2 separate regions of the Sus scrofa genome follow, and region 1 is linked to region 2. A link is a contact called in public Hi-C data. All regions are on one chromosome and are shown on one strand. The core of a region is the stretch at or near the end of the contact, and the rest is flanking DNA. Distances in the headings are between cores, read along the strand shown. Region 1 has its middle 230 kb from the start of MIRLET7C. Region 2 has its middle 46 kb from the start of MIRLET7C.

What was found. A called contact is a pair of places that touch in the nucleus more often than the background predicts.
Region 1: a contact with region 2 is called in a Hi-C map of liver, with 3 times the contacts expected there. The contact joins two enhancer-like sites. A contact is called at or near these places in 1 of 5 promoter capture datasets (liver) and 1 of 47 Hi-C or Micro-C datasets (liver).

What each region holds. Positions count from the first base shown.
Region 1 is chr13:181,529,941-181,535,330 of Sscrofa11.1, forward strand. No RefSeq gene overlaps it. Among named protein-coding and RNA genes, the nearest start is that of MIRLET7C, 230 kb to the left of the region's middle. Within about 2 kb of position 2,766, at least 9 of the 83 cell types and tissues checked have an H3K27ac peak or open chromatin away from gene starts, as enhancers often do. A contact at or near this core is called in liver, where this site is marked.
Region 2 is chr13:181,346,329-181,352,147 of Sscrofa11.1, forward strand. It overlaps a transcript of LOC106508546 not described here. Among named protein-coding and RNA genes, the nearest start is that of MIRLET7C, 46 kb to the left of the region's middle. Within about 2 kb of position 1,698, at least 59 of the 83 cell types and tissues checked have an H3K27ac peak or open chromatin away from gene starts, as enhancers often do. A contact at or near this core is called in liver, where this site is marked.

The DNA of each region.
Region 1 (5,390 bases), core at 1,516-4,015, 180 kb after region 2:
CCAACAAATTACTCTTGGCGAAAATAGCTACAAAAAAAGTATCTGCAAGAGTATATACATCTAAAGTTCAAAAAAAAAATACTGTATTTATCTTTCAATAGTGAAATGTAAATTTAGAAAAACAAAGGGAATGAAGATACTGAATCCTTTTTTTTTTTTTTTTTTTGTCTTTTGTCTTTTTAGGGCTGCACCCGCGGCATATGGAGGTTCCCAGGCTAGGGGTCTAATTGTAGCTGTAGCTGCTGCCTACACCACAGCCACAGCAACAAGGGATCCAAGCCATGTCTGCAAGCTACACCACAGCTCCCGGCAATGCCAGATCCGTAACCCACTGAGCGAGGCCAGGGATCAAACCCAAAACCTCATGGTTCCTAGTCAGATTCATTTTCCACTGTGCCATGACGGGAACTCCGAGACACTGAATCTTTAACACACTCCTTTTTTTCTTTTTTGTGTGTGTTTTTTATAGCCACACCCATGGCATATGGAGGTCCCCAGGCTAGGAGTCGACTCCGAGCTACAGCTGCCGGCCTACACCACAGCAACAGCAACTGGGGATCCAAGCCTCATCTGTGACTTACACCACAGCTCATGGCAATGCAGGATACTTAACCCATTGAGCAAGGCCAGGGATCGAACCTGAGTCCTCATGGATACTAATCAGATTCATTTCTGCTTAGCCATGATGGGAACTCTGATACTCTCTTTATTAAGTTTTCTCTTTGTGTAAAGCAAGCTGTGCTGTATAAAGCACCTCCTCAAGCAAAAAGGAATTCCAAAAATATGTGTGGCTACCACTTTAAAAAATCCTATTAGTTATTTTATTTGTAAGCTTATTCCTTTTTCTTTACAAATGGTTTTTATTGTAATTTAGGCATAGAAAATTACCTCTTAAAATATACCAATCTTGAATAGTACCTGTTATGTCTAGAATAGCTATCACAAAGCCTTCTAAAAATCCTTATAACTTCTAGGGAGAAATGGGGACTATCTTTGAAAACTAATGGTTTTAGCTTTTCTCGCTTTCTTCCCTTGGCAAATTCTAAAGTAATTGGAGTGCATTTGGCCAATAATGTCTAGTTTGAATTTATAAAATATCAAAGTTTTTAGGGAATTGTCTTTCAGCAATGTGAGGCATTGAAAAGAAACTTGTGAACTACTATTCTTTTCTGTCCACACGTGACAGGATCTACTGTTCCTATGGTTAATTCAGTCAAAGAAACCATTTCATCTGAATGTTTGACCAAATGACCAGTGGTTTGACTGAGTTGACAGCCATCGTGGCTGCTCTGGCCGTGCGTGTCCACCCGGGCTTTGTTTGCAAGCTGGCAATCTCTGCACAGAGAATACACAGCATATGCCAGGTGGCCATGTGTCTGAGCAGAGGGAAGGGAGAACAAAGCAAAAAAAAAAAAAAAAAAAAAATAGGCTTCCATTTGGAGCGAGAGGCTTTAAGCCACCCGATTGCCAGTAACATATTAAAGAGAGAAGAAAATGCAATGATGCCTGACTATACTCAACAGTAAACAACTCCAAGCCTGAGATTCAGATCACAAATCTTTCTCTGCTGCTGCTGACAGCCAAGCTAGCTTGAACATGGCTTTGGAGACAAAGAAACCTGCTCCAAAAGAACACAGGAGGGGAGATCCTCACATGTATTTTAACTGACCCCAGAGGCATGTTTTAGGACCTCTTATATCCATTGTGTTGTTAAAAAAAAAAAAAAAAACAACAACAACAACAGAAAAAAAACCCACTTATTTCTCACAGTTCTGGAGACTGGAAGTCTGAGATCAAGGTGCAGGTCCCTTCAGTTCCTGGTGAGGGCTCTCTTCTAGCCTTGCAGACAGCCACCTTCTGGGTGTCCTTACCTGGCCTTTCCTCAGTGTGTGCCTCTCCATTGTATTCTGATATCAGAAACCTGTTCTGTTGAAGATGAGGATGGAGGGAAAAGGTTCTAGAACATCAAAAACAAGAACTTCCGGTTTCTCTCTGTCCTCTTTATCTCAACCCCTGCTTTGGCATTTACTGTGCTTTTCACCAACATCTTCCCCACAAACTGCAGAATAGAGGGGGCTGATGCTAAATGCCATCTCCGACATGGTATTTTGGAAAGGAAGTAGGATGCCATGCGTTCCTTTAAAAATGGAATGGGTAATTTCTCAGCTAAATACAGCACTGCCCTTATTCCCGGCATCGTGCTTTAGGATAAATAAAATGTTTTCTCTTCTGCATCACTGTCTCTTCACTCCTTTGTTGAGCAGTTGCTATGGGCTAGGTGGTGGGTCAGAAGCTTTACCTTCAGTTCAGTGTTTCTGCTCTTCCCAACAGTGCTACTAAGCCTCACTGTGTTTATCTTACAGATTAAAACACCGACCTTCAGAGCAGTTAGTTCACAGGCCCAGGCTCACTCAGCTAATTAGTGTGAGAAACTTAGAAAACAAGGTTATCTCATTTCAAAACTTGTGTAAATCAATTTCATTCACAAATAAGTCAGTCTACAAGAGTCCCTCAGGTGCCCTGTACTTCTACAAGTTGTATCATTCAATCAAACAAAATAAGTCCTCTACCAGTGTATCCTCACTATTTCTGATATTAGAACACTAAAGCTCTCAGAAGCCAGGTGACCCAAGACTGGATCAAAATTCAAATGTGGGTCTACCTCAATATATATTTCACTGTTAGTCTGAAGCTCTGTTGACCTGAACAGAGTAAGTAAGTGCCAAGAGCTAGCTCCACTCTTCTTGCTGGTTTCATGCCATTTTGACGTTAACAAAATGGATGGGTGCCAATTTGAATGGACTTTATCATCACAGGACTCTGTGTTTCTGAATATTTTGTTCCTCTTCTAAGAAAGTATTTATCTCTATTATTCCTGACAAATTCCTTCACAGTCCAGTTCTGTTGTATGTTTTCTGGACTCACTTTTTAATTTAGAGGCAGAACCAGTTGCTCCCTGCTTGTACTCCACAAGCCCTGTATCAAACCTACACTACAGCATTTTGTTATGTTGTACTGGATTGCTTGTATCTGTGTACGGCTCCTCCAGGCAACTTGTGATCTCCCAGAAAGGATGTTTTGTATCATGTTGACCTTGGAGCTGCCAGTACCTGGGTCAGTGTGCTACTGTCATAGATATTAAAAACATTTGCTATGAGAGCATATCATTAAACAATTTAAGAACGAGAACCATCAGAAAAAATACAGGTGTGTCTGTATTTGTGTGTTCAAAAGGCACTGTGGAAAAGGAAGGCATGCCATTTATACTGAAGGAACAAAATTACATTACTCCTTATCTGGCTTTTAAGGCGATTTTGCTGAGCTAAAAATCCTGTATTCGTAGAAAAGCCTTACCTGACTGCCAATATCATCTAAGATTATTAAAGGAAGGATTTTTAAAGATCTAATTTACTTTTTGTCATGCATTGCTTGCTATTTGCATTCCACTCTGGTTGCACATTGAAATGAGACAAGCCTTTATCACCTTTGTGTCTGGTCACGTCTGCCTCCTAGTCTCCCTTGCTAGCCCAGCGCCGCAGTACCAGGCTGTAAACACAGCAGCAAAATGGTTCAGGAAAAGGAAAAGAAAAAAAAGAAAAAGAAAGAAAGCTGCTCTGGTTCACTATTGGATGAAAATATATTGAATGAAAACATTTCTATCAGTAGCAGGCTTTTTATAAATTCTTCTCTTCCTTATAATTAAATTTTCTAAAACGCAGACATTTGGCCTTCAGTATCTCATGGATGCAATATTGGCACCGGATCAGTACGGCTTGCTTGCCAAGCTTGAAAGGGAAAATATAATGGGAAAATACTGTAATTTTACAGTTCTTGTAAAAATGAGGAAATCACAACCTGCACAAAAACCCCAAGTAGTATGTCCCTAAATCTACCCACAGAGAGACCGAGATATATGTTTTCAGCTTTGAGGGTGACTCTAGAAACCTATTTGGGGTTTATTTTAGTTTACCCTAACATAACTATAGATCCATCTCAGCAACAGATGCAGAACATGAACTTTATGTTCATTGGCTCAGGAAATGGAGCTGAGAATTTAAACTCATTTCCATTTTTATGATGTAGTATGACTTTTGCTTCTTTGTTCTGCCATAACAAACTTCAATTCCCCTGAAAATACACTAACTGATTGTGTGAGCTGAATATGGACTTGTTTATGTCCGCCTTATCCACACATGCACCTGACATACTTTCTCTCAGTGGAACAACAAACTGGATTTTTCAAGAGCAGGAGAAAGGTACAAGCCCCATCTAATAAAGTAAATATGATGACACTTGTTTATGGAAGAATCTACTGAACCAAATTAAAAGTGCACTTTTGAGGCATTAGGCATAGGAAATTCAGCATCTACCACATTGATGAAGAATAAATTGCACCAAGCTCCCCGGTGATCATAAAGAAAACTATGTCTGAGCAGGTGCCCTGGGCTTGTCTTCTTTTTCCCATAGAATCCATTTCCCTCCCGTCTCTGACCTCCCTATGCTTGTGATGGTTAATTTTTGTGTGTCGACTTGACTGGGTTAAGGGATGCCCAGCGAGCAGGTAGAACAGTATTTCTAGGTGTGTCTGGGGGAGAGAGAAGCATTTGAATCAGCATACTGAGGAAAACAGACAAATGGCCCTCCCAAATGAGGTGGACACTATCCGATCCACCAAGGTCCCAAATTAAACAAAAATGTGGAAGAAAGATGACTTCACTCCTCTGCTTGAGCTGAGACATTTATCTCCTCCTGCTCTCCCACACTGGCATTCCTGGTTTCGGGGTTTTCAGACTTAGACTGGGACCCACACAGTCAGGCCTTTCAGCCCCTCCAATTTCAGGCCTCTTTGGAATCCACTGGAATTACACCACTAGCTTTCCCAATCTCCAGCTTGCAGCTGGCAGACTATGAGATTTCTGGATCTCCATAACCATGTCAGCCAATTTCTATTAACTCTTCTTTCATATATATATATATATTTATTTGAAAATATATGAAATATATATATACTTATATATATATAAAAAATCAAGAAGAGTTTATATATATATATATATATATATATATATATATACACTCACACACACACACATATATATATGTAATTGGTTCTGTTTAAATTTTAGACCTCCATTATAGTCTCTTATAGGTGACTGCTACAAGCTTCAATGGCCTTGCAGCTCTCCTTGGCTGCAATGTCACTGTAGCCTCTCAATGTCCTTGGGTCTCCTCAAGCTCACCTTCAGTTAGGTTTGGTCAACAAGAGCACTGGCAGGAGAAGAGGGTGGGAAGAGAGAAAAATCTACATTTACTCTCCTTTTCCTTACTGCTTTGGTGCCACATTGTGGCGGTGGCTGTTTCTCTCTATAGCTAATGTTCTCATCAGAGGC
Region 2 (5,819 bases), core at 448-2,947:
CTGTCTAGAAAAAAAAAAAAATAGCGTAAAGGACACAGATGATTCTGGAGAGAGAGAGAGGAAAAAAAAAGATGGATCTGAGCAAAGAGACTTTAGAAATGACCAGTTTAGTACACAGACGTAGAACAGGAAGGAAGTCAGCAGGCGTCTTACCAACAATCAGTATTTTAAACTATGCTGTGTATGCATTAGTTTCTGTTACAGGTTTTCAGTAAATTCTAAGCTCGAACTCTGATCTGGAATCTTTGGTTTCTGAAATCGAATTTCCTATTTTATTTGTTACTTCAATGCTCAGTGATTCTTTGCTCTTTCCCCTGTTCCTTTTTTCCCCTTATCCACCATTCCCCTCCCTCCTCCCTTTTCTGTTTCCTTTTCTTCCTCCCCCTCCTGTTCTTTCCTTTCCTGTATTTCTCTCTCTAGTGAGAGTGTGTAAACTCCAAGCTTCCTCCAGGTGACGGTTTCTTTATTTGTGCTTTTTATTTTTGCTCTTAAGTTTTCCCTTTCCCCCCTTTTTCTCTCAAATCAGGAGCTTGGAGGGGCTGATTGTAAAGGTACATATCCTAGTTCAGTTGCTTCTTTCTCTTTAAGGGTTGTGTGATGTTTTCTTTGGAACCTCTGCAAACGGTTGTCCTTCACGTTTGTTGCCACAGATCTGCTGCCAGACTGCTACCTTAGTTGGTCCTGCAGTGCCGCAGTGCATGATGGGATCTGTCTGTGTGGGTAAACCGAAATTTCTCCAGCACCAGACAGCATTAGAGTTGGCTTGAGAATCATCGTACTTTTTCTATCCTTTGTATCTAGTTCTTGCAAGCTGCGGAGTCACTGATGGCTGGCTCTGTCTGGCAAGTTATTCAGAAATATTGCTTGTGTAGAAAAGAAAGGTAGGCAGTTTACCACGTTCTATCATTAAAGGGAACAGTTGAAGAACAAAGGAACTGGTAAATACCTATATACTGCCTTCTATGTTATGAAACACTGTAGCTCACATACGACTGCGTCCAAATTTTTACTTCTTATTGTAACAATGCACATAGTAGATTGTTTTCACATATATGTGCAAATCCATATTGTAAGTAAACATATCTTTAATCTTTAATATTTATAGCCTGCAAACATTTTCTAGTCTCAAAAACTGATATACATATTCATCAACACGGCTATTTATTATTATTTTTAAAAGTTCTTAAATCGAAAAAGTAAATATATATATATATATATATATATTAATATCCCTGTCGGTTAATTTCATCCCATCAAGTTAGGATTTCAGCGCAGTTTAAATCATATTGATGATTCAGATCCTGGCAGATCTCGTAATTCCTGTGAAATGAGAGCACAGCTAATAAAAATATTAAGCAATTATTTTTATTAAAATCATAGTTTTTTTTCATTAGTAAATAGAAATGATTGATCTTTACAGATCCACCTCAATCATGTGTCTCTTAAGCTGTTTGTGGGTTTCAGAGACAAGTGGAAAGGGTTTTTTTTTTGCTCTTTCGTCAGCCGGGATGGGGGTGGGTGGGAATGAAAGCGTAGAATAAAGTCTAAGACTGCTAAAGATTTGCTGGCATTATTTCTCTATCACGTGTGAGCCTGGCTGCCTGCTTCCTGAGGTAGTGAATCCAGGATGAGACTGTGTCGGAGCCTGTTTCCACAACTGTATTTGGAGATCTGTCTTATTGATTGGGAGTTGGGGGAGGGTGGGGATCGGAGTGTGAGGTGAGGGGTGGACCTGCTGACTACTGGCTCAGTGAAGCACAAGACAGTTTCTTCCGGAAAGATGTCAAACAACTGAGACATAGCCACAGAGGAAGTAGAAATGTGGAAAAATAAGGAGACCCTGGAAGAAATGAAGGCTCTGAGGGCTTTTTCTTTTAACTCCTTTTCTTTCTTTCTGTTGTTTTTTTTTTTCTTCCATCATCTGACCTGCAAAAGCTAGAGTGACAGCGTCATGCAAATACTGCAGTCCCGCAGGTCTGGGAGAGGGTGGATGCTAGACTGTGAGTTAATGTTAATGATGAGCGCAGTGAAAATACCAGCCGCTGCCACCCCCAGCACACAGAAGCGCTCTGAGTCAGCATCAGATGCTTTGCCTCGCCTCTCGCTGGGTGTCTGTATGCCTGTGCGCGCGCGTGCTCGCTCCGGCATCCGTGTCTAGCCGAGGGGAGGGGGTGGCGTGTGAGTGCGTGGAGGGTAAAAGCCAGTCAGTCAGTGAGAAGCAAAGGTACGTTGGAGAGCAACTAAAATCTGACTGATTTCCATCTTTGGAGCATCAGATGTATTCCCTAAGGAGGATGGGTCTCCGTGATGGGGGTGGTATAATTATGTTAATGTCATATTTATGGAGGGGTGAGATTTTTCATTCTAATAATTGGTTGAATGCTATGGTCAAAAATTGTAAAGCCATATTCAGTTTTAAGGAAAAGCATGGACTTATATCTAAGGACTGTTTTATTTTTTTGCTTTTTATGAGTGCTGCTTTTTTGTTTTATTTTATTTTTTAACTATTTACTATTTTAAGCCATAACTGATTCAGTATGGAAAATCAAACGATAAACAGAAAGAGATCTTATATAATGATGCATTACATCATGGAGCAGAATATTTAAAGTCTTAACAAGGCAAAGTAAAGATCTGGACAGAGGGTGGGGGGTGGTGGTTGGAAAGGGGTGTGGTACTAGGGTGGAGGAGGGGGGCCAGTTAGCAAATATTTTGTTCAGTATAGCTTTCCTTGCAGCTTACTTGGAAATGGATGATTCACCTGTTCTACAGGAAAACATTCTAATTCTTTCCATTTTTTTGTTTTTTTTTTTTTTCCTCCTCTTTTCCCTTTTAAGATCAACCACTTCAGAAGAACCAGATTCCACTTCTGTGGCCAGGACTTTTATGTTATGGCTGGTCCGATTGTTTTACCCTGCGTTCTATGCTACTAAACCTTGGATCATTCCTAAAGTACAAATTCTGTTCTCGAACCACAAACAAGGCTAAAAGATCGGAGGAAATTCAGTGAATATGCAGGATGGGGGTTGTGTATTTTCAAAAGTATTGAGCTTTATAATGCAATTATTTAAAAATAGAAACATTTTTTTTAATCATGTTGCCAGCATTTTAAGTTACGTGTTTGTTAAGTGGCATTGCTCAAATAGCTACAGAGTATGCATGGAAATATTGGCTGTCTGAAGAGTTTGGAGATTCAAAGAGAAATAGCAAGCTTCAGAGGTATTAAATTATGACATGCAAAAAAGTTTTTGTTTTATTCTTAACTGCAACAGTATATATTTAAATTAGATTTAAAGTGTTATATGTCCTGGGCCCACCTTAAAAGTTGTGCTGTATAGACTTGTAATGAGAAGCGAAATTTCAATTAGGGTCCCATTAACTGGCATATAATCCTCCTTTAATATAATGGAGGCTATGGTGTTGCTGTACAAATAGTCTAGAAACAGATTTTAACCCATTTTTGGTATCTTTCTTGGATCTAATGGAACGACTCTTAACTGTTTATTATCTGCCTTGTTTCTTACAGTCTTCATTATTTTAAGGTCTGAAATTAGTCTGTAAATGGTCGTCGTGAATACTCAGCTCATCCTGCCTTTTATATACCATATATATTTCTACGTATGTCATTTAATTAGTACTTAGAGGAAAAAGTTAATTGGACCCAACTGTAATTTCTAAACTAGCTTTATAACTGGAAGAAGAATTCTACCGCATCAAACCAGACTTTTCCTAGTCCCTGAGACCCTAACTTGTGAGGTATTTTAGTAACATCACAAGTCAGGCTCTTGGGACCTAGGCGGAGGGGAACCAGCAGCTTTGGACCTTATTGATTGTCTGCAGTTACCATCAGAACAAAAGAACATACATAGATTCTGCCTAGGAGAAAAGAACAATGCTCTTCTTTATAATCAGCAATGTTTCGAACATGACCCACCCCCCAAAATACAATTTGTAGAAACTGTACTTGAAAGTGATTACAGAGGTGCACTGAAATAGCATTTGTATTCTAATGACCATATAAAAGCAATATAAGATATCTGTGTAAGAAGCAAAATTAAGATACAGATGTTTTTTAAATGCTTCTTCTGGTGTATTTTAAGACAGCTAGTCTAAAGAATAACTCAGTTAATAATGAAGAGTGGTTTAAATTTATAACTTTTTTCATATGTATAGAAATATATACATTAGCTACTTAAATAAATCCTGTGTTTTCACATAACTGTGGCTGAGAATATGTAATGTATAGCTATAATCATGTTGAGGCCTAGAAATAAAATGATTTGCCCTCTTCTTTATTTGACCCTATTAGATTTTGCAACTGATTTAAGAAGAATGCTGCTTTGTGATTGGTATTTATTGCCAGAGTTTTCTTTAGTCTTTTTAACCAGACTAAATACTTTATATGCCCTATTATAATAAGACATTTCTTGTTATAAGAATTCAAGAGTTATATTAGCAGAAATATGGTACTTTTTAATTTTTACATTTTACTTGATATATACCATGGATGTATGTGAGATAAATTAGTAAACACCACCTATGAAGTCAGACTGCTCTAGTTCATTTAACAACCAAATCTGAACTGCAGACTTTTACTTTTATGAAAATTTTAGTTTTATACAAGGTAACTATTCCAGCTATAAGTAACATGAAATCTTTGAACATTATTAGCCATTGCCATATCATGTATGCATTTTTGAAAACAGAATCAAACATTAAGTCTGTTTTAAAATTTTACAATAATGTTTCAGATAATAAGATTCAAAATGGAGACGAGAGATTTTTCCATAATAGAAGAAACCAGAGACGATTTCATTCTTTAAACTCTGTTGCTTTGCAGGGGTACTATAAATTATATACATCTTTGCATTTTAAAAATAAATTTCTGAATGTATTTTAGAATAGTGTAATGGAGTCTTTGTTCACCTTTTTATTGGATTTGTTAGAATTACTTATGGTTTGAAATGTCACAGAATACAAATTACCCATGGGTTATATTTCTTAAAAAATTGATATTACAGTATCGTAGACATATTCCTCATCTATAAAGGCACATAGAATGTGTTTAAGCATGTATCCACCCTGTACCTTTTCAGAATATTTACTTATATCACCTATTTCATTTTATCTAGAACCTCTGAAATTTTAAGTGTGTGTGTGTGTGTGTGTGTGTGTGTGAGTGTGTGTGTATAAAACAAGTGCTTTAAAACCCCAAATGAACAGAGATAAACAATAAAGTTTTTGGTAATATTTATATTTTCCTTCTTTTAATCTTATTCTCATTGTAATTAAGCATTTTTAAAAGCATAAGTTTCTCAATACAAAGAACTCTATGTATAGGTATCTACAAGTACACAGAAACTTGATTATTTTTAATAGCAATGTTTAGACAATGAATCAGAAACTACCTCTTATGTAAAATAATATCACATGCAAGTATGTGTTTACAGACACCTGTTTTAACATAACCCTATAAGCGAGATGTATAAGATGTTCCATCAGTTTCAAAATAAAGTAAGGGACAGATGTTTACTGGCTAGAGTGATATCAAATATAAGCCATTTCAAATACATGATTTTTATGTCATCGTATTTATGAACCACACTATATATCAATTTCTGTTTCATAATCAGAAGATACCAAAGCTAGATTTAAAATGCTGTGTTGTTTATTTTCCCCATAAACATATATAAAATGTATAATTCTTACTAACCATTGTGCATTTTCTGAACCCTCTGTGTATAACTTTCCGATATGAGAGCGTCATTAATAAAGCTTTTCTCTTCCTTCATAAAGGTGAGTAGAGATCTAAGTGAGTA